Regions from separate parts of the Mus musculus genome. Here regions 1 and 2 are each linked to region 3. Evidence: chromatin contacts called from public promoter capture Hi-C data. All regions are on one chromosome and are shown on one strand. The core of a region is the stretch at or near the end of the contact, and the rest is flanking DNA. Distances in the headings are between cores, read along the strand shown. Region 1 holds the start of Dnase2a (deoxyribonuclease II alpha). Region 2 holds the start of Trmt1 (tRNA methyltransferase 1). Region 3 holds the start of 4921524J17Rik (RIKEN cDNA 4921524J17 gene).

Evidence for each region. Promoter capture Hi-C pulls out the DNA fragments that hold promoters and counts their contacts.
Region 1: a promoter capture Hi-C map of pre-B cells shows a contact between it and region 3, with 4 times the contacts expected there. The contact joins the promoter of Dnase2a here to the promoter of 4921524J17Rik in region 3. A contact is called at or near these places in 5 of 39 promoter capture datasets (cranial neural crest, liver, macrophages and 2 more) and 1 of 115 datasets of contacts at active chromatin or transcription factors (pancreatic cancer cells).
Region 2: a contact with region 3 is called in a promoter capture Hi-C map of pre-B cells, with 6 times the contacts expected there. The contact joins the promoter of Trmt1 here to the promoter of 4921524J17Rik in region 3. A contact is called at or near these places in 2 of 39 promoter capture datasets (cranial neural crest and pre-B cells).

What each region holds. Positions count from the first base shown.
Region 1 is chr8:84,906,710-84,910,113 of GRCm38.p6, reverse strand. It overlaps Dnase2a (deoxyribonuclease II alpha), which reads right to left and starts at 1,359. Exons shown (of 6, transcript NM_010062.4): 1 at 1,244-1,359; 2 at 952-1,129; 3 at 779-857; 4 at 424-588; 5 at 145-342. The coding sequence starts at 1,338.
Region 2 is chr8:84,686,852-84,690,640 of GRCm38.p6, reverse strand. Trmt1 (tRNA methyltransferase 1) reads right to left here and starts at 1,394. Exons shown (of 17, transcript NM_001164559.1): 1 at 1,292-1,394; 2 at 733-1,009; 3 at 69-124. The coding sequence starts at 989. Nacc1 (nucleus accumbens associated 1, BEN and BTB (POZ) domain containing) reads left to right here and starts at 2,779. Exons shown (of 6, transcript NM_025788.3): 1 at 2,779-2,966.
Region 3 is chr8:85,430,894-85,434,234 of GRCm38.p6, reverse strand. 4921524J17Rik (RIKEN cDNA 4921524J17 gene) reads left to right here and starts at 1,394. Exons shown (of 4, transcript NM_025722.3): 1 at 1,394-1,576. The coding sequence starts at 1,511.

The sequences.
Region 1 (3,404 bases), core at 110-2,609, 520 kb after region 3:
CTGTTTACTGCTCATAGTTATTATTGTAATATGACTCCCAAAGACATCTGGGCTCTAAATGTGTTGCCCGCAGGCCTAGGGATACTAGGGACCCCCTTCTACAACGAAAGTGCCCTCCCCCCACCCCTCAACATCAAGGCTTACCATCTCCAAATTTTCCAAATTTGGCAAAGCTCTGGAAGGTGGCCCCAGCTTGGGAAGTGAGTATTACACTGCTATTCCAGGGCTCATGGAGGACATGTTGGTTCTTGATCACCGTCTCTAGGTCAGGTAATTTCTGAGCGAAGAAGCCTTCCAGCTTGTGGTCATAGACAAGGGGATAGGTGTAGGTTAGCTGCTTGCCTAGAAGACAAGGCGAGGGAGCCGTGTGAGACTGGTTCCTCAGAGGAGTTTGAGGCTTGGCTTCTCAGTGATTCAACTCACCAATCCTTGCAAACTGAGTGAACGGGAGGGACACACAGAGTAGGGTCTGGCCGAAGGTTTGAGCATTAGGAGGCCAGGTGTATGCACCAGAGGACGCAGGGGGTGGGAAGCGAGGCACACTGTGGACCAGCCAGAAGCCCCCTTCTTGGTCCAGGAGCAGGACACCTGAACCAGAAGGAAGAGGTCAAGCTAGCTCACCTGCAAGCAGGTACGGGGCCTCAGATGGCTGGGGTCTTAGAGCGGGAAACGGAGGCCAGTGACAGGGCAAATCCCCACCCTTCATCAGGCCAAAGGTTAGTAAGGGTAAAATTTACAATTCAGGGAGGCTCCACGACCACCAGTCCAAGCCTCTCACCCTTCGTATGCCCATGGCCGGTAGAGTCCCGAGCTGAGCTGGATTTAGGAGGTTGGTCGTTGTAGAGTAGAAAGGCCAGCTAGGAGAATGCACAGAGGCTATGTAACTACCCTCCCTTCCCCGCGAGACCCACCACAGTGTCCCGGCCCGGGTTCCGACGGCACTCAAGTCACCTGGCTGGAGTTCTTTCGGTACAATGGCTGCAAGCTGCGGCCCACGGCTCCCTCCGAGCTGTTGATGTACCCTACACCGTCTTGCCAACCGTCGGAGTTCTGGTCCATGTATTTATACGTCAGTCCCTTTGGAGTATCCCTAGACCCGCTGTGAGCCGGCAGCTTGTATACCACGAACCTGGAGGTCCGTGAAGACATGAGGTTGGGGGAGAGAAGGAATCTGAGGTTTTTTGGATTCCCGCGCCGGTCCCCAGGCAGTGTGCGGGGGACAGTCCCGCGACTACTTACTCACCAATCCACAGGCTGCCCGGAGTCCCCATAGCAGCTCAGGGCTTCGGCAGGGACCCACAGCAGCGCAGCCAGCAGCAGCGATCTCAGTGTTGCCATGAGGCGACAGCAATGGACTCTAAAAGACCCGGGGACAGCCGGGTCACGAGATTCAGATGAACTTCCCCTAAAAACCGAAGAGATCTGTGTCCCGGCTTCGCGAGGGTGGAGACGAAGCCCGCCAGGCCCAATACGGAGGCGGGGCTTCCTATGAAGTTGTCCCACAAGCGGACCCCGCCTCCTCCAATGTCCTCCCCGCCCCGTCCTCCCGCTTCTGGCCGACTCAGCTCCGGATAGGCTTCATCCGTGGACACGCCTCTCCCTTGGGCATTGGCTGTCACGTGACTTCTAAGGCGCTCCAAGTTCTGGGGCTTTTTTGTTTTGTTTTTTATTCAGGTTCTGAATTAGGAACAAATCTGTCTTTCTATTTCTTTTCCATTACTGCTCTACAACTCTTTTAACTTTTTGGATGGTCTTGCCTACATGTATGTTTGTGCATCACTTGTGTGCCTGGACCGGTCCAATTCTTTCCTTTCCCCCGTTCTGTTTTTTTAGACAGGATCTCATTATGTGCCCCTGGCTGGCCTGGAACTCCCTGATATCTGCCTGCCCCGGCCTCTGCTTCTGGAAGGCTTTTTAAAAGCATGCAGCAATTTGTTTTTAAAGATTTATTTATTTATTATATGTAAGTACACTGTAGTTGTCTTCAGATACACCAGAAGAGGGCATCAGATCTCATTACGGGTGGTTGTGAGCCACCATGTGGTTGCTGGGATTTGAACTTCAGACCTTCGGAAGAGCAGTCGGGTGCTCTTACCCACTGAGCCATCTCACCAGCCCGCATGCAGCAATTTTAAAGAATGCAGCAATTTTAAAGCTTGCAACAATGCAACAATTTTTCCTGGTCCCCTCCCCCCCCTTCTCTGACCTCTTAACACTGTGGCTTACCCTTGAACTCCTGATCTTCCTGTCTTTACCGTCCAAGTGTTCAAATCACAGGGGTGCTCATGCACGTCGTACGTACGTGTAAATGCACGAGCACATGGCACAGCATGCAAGTGGAGGACAGGACAGTGTGTGGGAGCTTCTCCTTTCACCAGATGGGATTTGGAGGTCAAACTCAGGGCAGCGAGCTTGAGAGCAAGCACCCTTAAAGGCTGAGTCATCTTATCGGCCCTTCTCTTTTTTTTAAGACAGGATCTCATTGTAGCTCAGGTTAGCCTGGAACTCTCAACTTTTGCTCAGCTTCCTGAAGGATGCTGGGATTATAAATATGAGCCAGTCTCCAGCTTTTACCTTTTTTTAAATGTGTATCTGTGTGTGTGTGCCTATGCCAGTTTGCATGTATCAGATGTAGGCTGTGCAGACACCCATAAGTGTTAGATCCCAGGAGTTGGAGTTACAGGTGCTGGGACCTGAATGCCATGTGCTCGTGCATTTACACGTACGTACGACGTGCATGAGCACCCCTGTGATTTGAACACTTGGACGGTAAAGACAGGAAGATCAGGAGTTCAAGGGTAAGCCACAGTGTTAATAGGTAAGCACTATGCGGGTGCTGGGACCTGAAGTCAGGGCCTCTGCAAAAGGTGCTTATAACCACTGAACCATCTCTCCAGCCACCACCACACCTTCCCTCCTGCTTTTGTTTTTTTTAGCAAGCTCTCACTCTGTGGCCCGGGCTAACCTATAACTTACCATTCTCCAGTCCCAGCATCACACGTGCTGGGATTCCCAGTGAATGGGCCACCCCAGCTGGGTCACCCTTGCTAACTTAATCACATTGTTTTCTGCACCCTCTCCCTGTCCGGTCTGCAAGTTTTCTAGCTCTGCTCATGATGCTGACTGAGGAATCACTTAGATTGTGAAAAGTCAGGACTATTGCATTTGCTGATCACTCTACCACAGATTTGACTATGTGGCTGGGGCCTTGACACCTGATCCTCCTGTTCCTACCTCCTAAAGTTTGGAATTACTGGCCTGAACCACCATAGCCCTGGCTGGTTTTGAATGCTACATAAACCAGGCTGAACCCAGCTGAAGAAATTCACCTGCCTCCGGAATGCTGGGACTAAAGGCCTGTACCACCTTTCATAGTTGTTGTGGTTGTTGTGGTTGTTGAAAAC
Region 2 (3,789 bases), core at 145-2,644, 740 kb after region 3:
GTGTGGATGAAGTGGGAAGTGAACTTTGTGAGTGATACTCTTCCCCCCAGGCCTGAACCTCCACTCACTCTGGATTCCCTTGGCCCCAAGATGAATTCGAGCAAACTCTGTGATCACAGCACACCTGGAGGAGGGGATGGTAGGGAGGTGGTCACATTGTATGCCAGCTCCTTAGCTGTGGCCCAGGTCCTCAGTCCTCCCTTTGACAGTTGAAAAGGTTGTTGTCCCTCCCTAATCCATAAAGTCCCTTCCTTACTGCCCCAAATTCTAGTAGAGAAATCCCATCTCAAAGGCTAAAAATGCTAACTGCTCTATCTTTAGTTAAACCCAGAAAACCGTAAGGTGACTTTTGCAAAGTCCCCCCCCTCTTCAATTCAATGTATGTAAACTGACGTGAAATTTGACTTGCAGAAAAGTAACAGGTCTGTGTGAATACAACTACAGGAATTAACTCTCGGAAGTCAAAGTCCACGACCACATTGTAAAGGGAAAAGGGGAGCCACACACCTTGAACACAGGAGGACCCTAAAAGGAATGTATAGTCCTGGCACTTAATATAAAAATCCGGTATGTGCCTTCATCTTTCAAGATGTTGGCCTTCGACTAATGCTGACGCCTCTCTACCAACTTTTCTCTTCCTTTGAGTGCCGCGTCCCGGACTGATATTCTCGTACAACCTCTACCTAACTGACCAACTCCCCTTGGCCAAGCTAACCCGCGACCCTTGCTCACGTCAGGTCCCGGTTGAATTCCTGCACCGGGTTATAGAAAACCTCGTTAGCACTGGGAAAGACGATTTTGGCGGCGCCCTCAGTGACAGTCGCAACCGGGTCCGCGGGTGGGCGCTCTTCCCAGGACCGGGTGCCGTTCTCCATCGCTGGTGGAGAGGGAGGCTTCTGGGCCTTCCGTTCCATGAACTGAGCTCTACAGAGGCTGTGGGCCGGACGGAGAGGACGGCTTAGCCACAGGATCGTCCTCGCGAGGGACATCCGCGGGCGCCTCAACCCGCCTGCCGTTTTCGAGAGAAGGGAAAAGGCATAGGGAGGTCAGAGAGCTGCATTCTGGGGCGGGGGTGGCCTCTATATCTATAAAGTAGAAACTAAAATCCGGTGGCCTCCATAACATCCTGCGTTCTCGAGGGCACTGGACCCAACAGAGGCTAAGGCCCGCGGCTCAGATTTCCCAACACACACACCCGGACAAACTTCTCTCTTCGGCTCAGGTTTCCCACCACACCCACACACCCACCCACCCACCCACCCACCCGGACAAGCGTCTCCCTTCCGCTCACAGGATCCAACGAGTCACGGTGCATGCTTCTCGCATTAGGGCCTGGGAGCCGCCATGTTGGCAAAGAGGGCGGGCCAATCACATGACAATAACTGACCAATTAGAGACATTACCTACAGTGGGCGACCAGGGTCAAGACTCTTCTAGGGAAGGAAGTGCGCAGGCTACACTACACCAGTGATTCTTAATAATACAACTCTTCTACAAGGGAGTTTCACTAGTTTAATTCAGGGCAAAAAGCGGAGGCACTCTGCACCTTTAGATGTCTTCTGTGTGCACCTTGTAGGTTAACTCAGGCTCTAGAATAGTATTCACTGTCTTTGAATCTCAGTCCCACCACGTACTCTGGGCAAGTTAATTAAAATGTAAGGCTCCTATTTCCCTTACCTGTTAAATAGGAATCTTAGCTGTCAAGGGCAAAGATTAAATAACCGAATGCCTGGGAAGTGTGCAAAGGAGCCACTCAGACTGAGTGTTGGCCTAATGTATGCATCAGGAAAATATGGAGATCCGGGATGTGAGAGTTATCTTAGCTTGCCTTGCTATATGTTATCTGTTAATTGGGGGTAGAGGGCACTCTTAATCCAGGTTGTCCTGGAGTTATATAGCCCAGGGCAGATTAGAGTTTCCTGCCTCAGTCTCTCATATGGTGAGATTTCAGGCATTTCTACCAGGCCCAACGGTACTTATTTTGTTTCAAAATTTTATTTTTTTGTTATTTTTGTGTATGTGTGCAGTTGTGTGTAAGTCCTCAAAGAGCAAAAAGGTGATAGTTTCTAGAACTGTAGCCATCTGACATGACTGCTGGGAACTGAACTCTATTCAACAAGAGCAGTACACACTCTTAATTTTTTTGAGACAGGGTTTCTCTGTGTAGCCCTGGCTGTCCTGGAACTCACTCTGTAGACCAGGCTGGCCTCGAACTCAGAAATCCTGCCTCTGCCTTCCAAGTGCTGGGATTAAAGGTGTGTGCCACCATTGCCCGGCCAGTAGACACTCTTAATCCAGTCCGCACTCTTCTGTTCTTGACTCTGCTACCCATCCAAAAAGTAGTCAGGCCTCTCTAACATTAGTTATAAGACGTATAATTATCTGAGTTAGTGCAAAATGCTAACAGAACTTCACATCGCATAAGCATCCTGAGTTTTCACTTTATTAACCTCTTGAACCTAAGTTTAAATCTTCGTATTCACTTTCCTGTGATCTTGATAGTTTACTCAGCTCAGCTCCATGAAACCTCATTTCCACAAAGAGCCTAAACTGTTCCTGGAACAACAGTTGTTCTCATTTTACAAGAAACTGAAGCTCCAAGATACAGAGCAACCTGTCCCGCAGTCACTCAACTTAGCCCGTCTACAGAACCGAGACCCGGGAGGAAAGAGGAGCTGGTGAGAACCGAAGCGCTCGAAGCGCGGCTAAGCTTGCCTAAGGGGCGGGGCCGAGGCAGTTTTCCTCCCTGCCGGCAGCGCCGTGCGCTTCCTCGGCGCTCGGCTGGGGCGGCCTGGCCCACAATGAATGGCCGCCGCGGCTACCACTGCTGCTGAGGCGGAGGCCGCGGAGGCCGCAGAGGCGGAGGCCGAGGCCGAGGCGCAGGGAGGCGCGCCCCGGGCCCAGGCCCGGCCCCAGCTGCCGCTGCGGAGCCCGCCGGGAGGCCCCGGAGCGCGGCCACAGCGCAGGTGAGATGGCCCGCCCCAGGCCCAATTCCGGCCTCCTCCCGCCCGGGGCGGCCCGAGGACATCAGAGGTTCCGGCGGAGGGCCGAGAGGCGAGGCCTCCGGGCGCCCTGCTGCGAACCAGAAGCCGAGCCCGCGGCGCTGACAGCGGCGGGAGGGCAAGAGTGAGATGGCCGAATCTCAGCTGGCGGCCTACAGCGTCCAGCCCGCGGGCCCGGCCCGCAGGGCTTGAAGGCCGCTCGGGGGAGGCGCGGGTCGCGGGATCCTTGAAGTCTCAGGGCCGGAGGGGGTAATCGCGTGGAGCCGGCAGGCGAGGCTGGAGGGGGGAGGGGAGGCCTCGGGCTGGCGGGGGGTGGGAGGGCGGAGGGCTGCGCCGCCCGAGGGAAAAGGCCTGGAGGGGTGCGGGAGGGCCGGAGCTTGCAGGTAGAGGGCGCTGGGGAAGGGGGTGGGCGGGTCAGGTTACAGGCCTTGGGGGGAGGTGAGGAAAAGCCCGGGAAGTTAGACTTGGGGGGGGGTGGGCGGAGCTTGCTCGAGTGGGGGCGGATTGGAGAGAGCCCTAAGATATTTGCAGGGGGTCGCACGAGGTCAGAGACTAGAGATGTGCGGGTAAACTCCGACGGGAGGGCATCAGGTAAGGCTGGGCGTGTTGGGAGTTTGCAGGCGGCCCAGGGCCTATGGTTTAGGATGTGGGGAGCAGGTTAGGAAAACCTGGTGTGAGCTAAGGGATCTGCCCCCCCCACACACACACATCTCCGTATGTTTGCTTAGGGTCAGAACCGGGGGGGGGGGGTTCCTCTTTCCCACGCCTCTTCTCTGACACCTTGGCC
Region 3 (3,341 bases), core at 145-2,644:
GAGAGAGAGAGAGAGACTTTGAGAGACTTTGTTTACACAAAAGGCCTCTGTCTTGTTCCAGGAATTTAGTGGCATGGAACAGTAATTCCCTGCCCTCCACCCACATTCGTGTGTCAATTCTTTTCCAACTTGGCAATCAAACAGGACTGTGAGTTCTGACCCCAGCTGATACAGAAAAATCACTAACTCTAAGCCCACTTTCTTTCTTCCTGTGATCCATCTCCCTAGTGTGCCCTCTTTTCTTTCTTTTTTTCTTTTTTTTTAGATAGGGTTTCTCTGTATAGCTCTGGCTGTCCTGGAACTCACTTTGTAGACCATGCTGGCCTCGAACTCAGAAATCCGACTGCCTCTGCCTCCTGAGTGCTGGGATTAAAAGCGTGCAGACACCACACCGGGCTTAGTGTGCCCTCTTGAGAGAGTAAAGGTCGTGTGTGTGTCCAGGCAGTGAACATTACATTTCTCTTACTTGCAAGACCAGTAGCCCAAGATAATGCTGTCAGCTCCAGATGTCATCTGCTCCCTTTGATCCAAAGTGGCAGAAGTTTTGTGTCCCTTCAAGGCTGATCCTGGAGACTTCCTTAGGGGGTTATTTGGGATTGGGGAACCCTTGTGTTAAGGACTCTATTCACACACACACTTCTTTTAACTGACTTTACATTTTCACACGTTTAGATTTTTTTTTTTTGGACAGGTAGTGTCTTTGTCCTGAGATACCTTTCCTATAGTACAGAGTATGAGGAGTCTCTTTAACAATGGCAGATGCTCTGTGTGTTACCCCTCCCTTTTCTGCAACTTTATACCCAGCTCATGCTCCTTTCTTCATCAAACTACAGTTTAAAAATATCTCTCTGCTCTCTCACTGTAGATCTGAACAAGAGCAGTGAAAGCTGGGATGATAGGAGTGCACAGCATTTTGTTTCACTTTTCAAATAATTTGCTTTTAATTTTAAACTACTCAGTATCAGTGATACACAAGATGAAACCAGACCAACCTCTCCACCCCCTCCAAAAACAAAGCCTTGTAGACTGTTCCTTGAAGGCAGACATTTCTTATTCGGTGTGCTTAATAGTGGATCGTAGGCAATTATTTAATGAATAGTGAAGTTTATACCCCTGACGCTGGAAGCCTAGGGGTTTCATCGAGTGTCTATTATAATTTCTCTCGGATTAGCATTGCTGACATTTGCAGAGAGGTTTTCCGTTGCCAGTAACCATTTCAGGCTCTGGTTCTGGGGCCGACGAGGGGGCGTGCCCAGCACCAGGGCTCGGCCCACCTGTGCGTTGGTTGGTGGAGTCTCGTCGGAGCCACGCCCCCGAGCGGTCCACCGCCTTAGAGGGCGTGGCGATGGGACTTCCCTGGAAGGGCCGCGGCGCCCCCCTCCTCCAACCCGCACGCAGCCCCGCGCACGCGCACGCGCGCCTCCACGGCTGGGTCGCGGCTGGAGTGAGGACGCGCTGTGTGGAGCAGCGGAGGCACGGCGCTGCTTCCACCGCTGCTCAGGAGGGGAGCATGTCTGCAACTCGAGCCAAGAAAGTGAAGATGGCCACCAAATCGTGCCCCGAGTGCGACCAACAGGTGGGCTGGGCCGGCGCGAGCGGGCGGGGCGGGCAGGGCGGGTGGCCGTTGCTCGGCGGCGGTTGGCGGTGCGCGGCGGCCCGCGGGCGGCGGGGGCCTGGGAGCGGGGACCCGGCGCTGCCCCTTCTGGTCCCGGGCCGGCCCGCGGACCCCTGCCGCCCCGCATGGCTTTGTTCGCGGTTGGGGAGAGTGCGGTGCTGCTTCTCAGCTGTCGCTCCCCGCCACCTGGGTGGCAGCATAAAGCAGACAAAAGGACAGTAATGGTGCTAACTTTTTTGCAAATTTGTGGACTTCCGGAACGCCGCAAAAAAACCAACCAGTTTGATGTGTGGTTTCTAGTCCTTCCACTACGTTGTTAACGGAACACGGTTCGAATAAAGTCGGCGTTGAGGCTCTTCCTCTCTGCGTGTGCCCCGTCCCATTCGTGCTATTTACTGTTGTAAATTTGACATGTCTGCTTACAGATTTTTTTTTTAAATATGCGGATTCGTGAATTTGAAATCATTCATATTTAGACTGAACTCATGGAGTAATAGTCGTAATTTTTAAAAAAATCATTTTTCTTTTCCTACATTTAAGTACGCCTAATTATAGTGTGATGAACAAAAACTCATTCCATTAAAATCATCCTTAGGCCTTCATGCCGGCATGCAGATCTGGCTGTACTTCTTTTTCCTGAATCTTCCTAAAATGACTACCTCTCTCTCTTCCCCTCCCCCCTCCTTCTCTCTGGAGTAATTGGAAATGGGTGGAGACTTAAAATCTGATTTAAGTATATTATTTAGGGCGTGTCCTTGTAGGTTTATTAAAATCTTTAAACAAAAAAGTTACATGTTTTATTCAGTATGATTTATAGGCAATGTTTAAAAATGCTGATGATGGAAAGTTGTGCAAGTTTAGTCGATAGAGCATACCAGTCTGCAATATCAAAACAGTCATGTTTTCCAAAATGTAGAGTTACGTTCATTCTTTCCACCCAACTAAATTGTAGCAAACTTGCACTTTGTGATCAGTCTGTTGGCAGATTACTTTGATGTTTAAATAATTTTCAGTTAAGGCTTTTACAGTATGAATTATGCATTCTGTTTCTGTAGGGCACAAGTCCCTTGTTTTACTTGGCATAAAATAATCTTTTGGGGAAAATATCTGTTTTTAATTTCCTGGTTATTGGCCAGTGAGATGGCTTTAGGTGGTAAAGGTGCTTTCTGCTCAAGCCTGACTACCTGAGGTAGATCCCTGTAAAGGTGGAAGGAGAGAACGGCTGTACGGTTAACCTCTGACCTCCACACCCGTGCTGCGATGCTCACACCTACACAATCACACACATTGATGAGTTAAAAAGAAAAACAAAAAACCCCTGAAAATTGAAAAAGGCAAAAGACAAACAAACAAACAAACAAAAAAACCCTGGTTAAAGGAAGAGCAGAAGACGTTAGCTTTTAGACTTGAGGCTGTAAAACAAACCAGAGTTTTATTTGGAGAGATGACATTTACTTTGCTATACAATATAATATCCCCCCCCCTTTTTTTTTTTCTTTTTGGTTTGTGCCTGGGAGCCTGGGAGGCAGAGAAGAGCCTGGGGCAGTCTGCTCTCTGCTTGCATCCTGTAAGGCCCCCTGGGTTGGGACTGAGATTTCCTGCCTAGCCGTTTCCCAGGCTCCACATTGCATTCCTTCCTCCAAAGTCAGCTCTGGCTTGGTTTTAGATGCAATAATAAAATACCCCGGACTGGATATGAGTAATGAACATTAATCTGCTTGGCCAC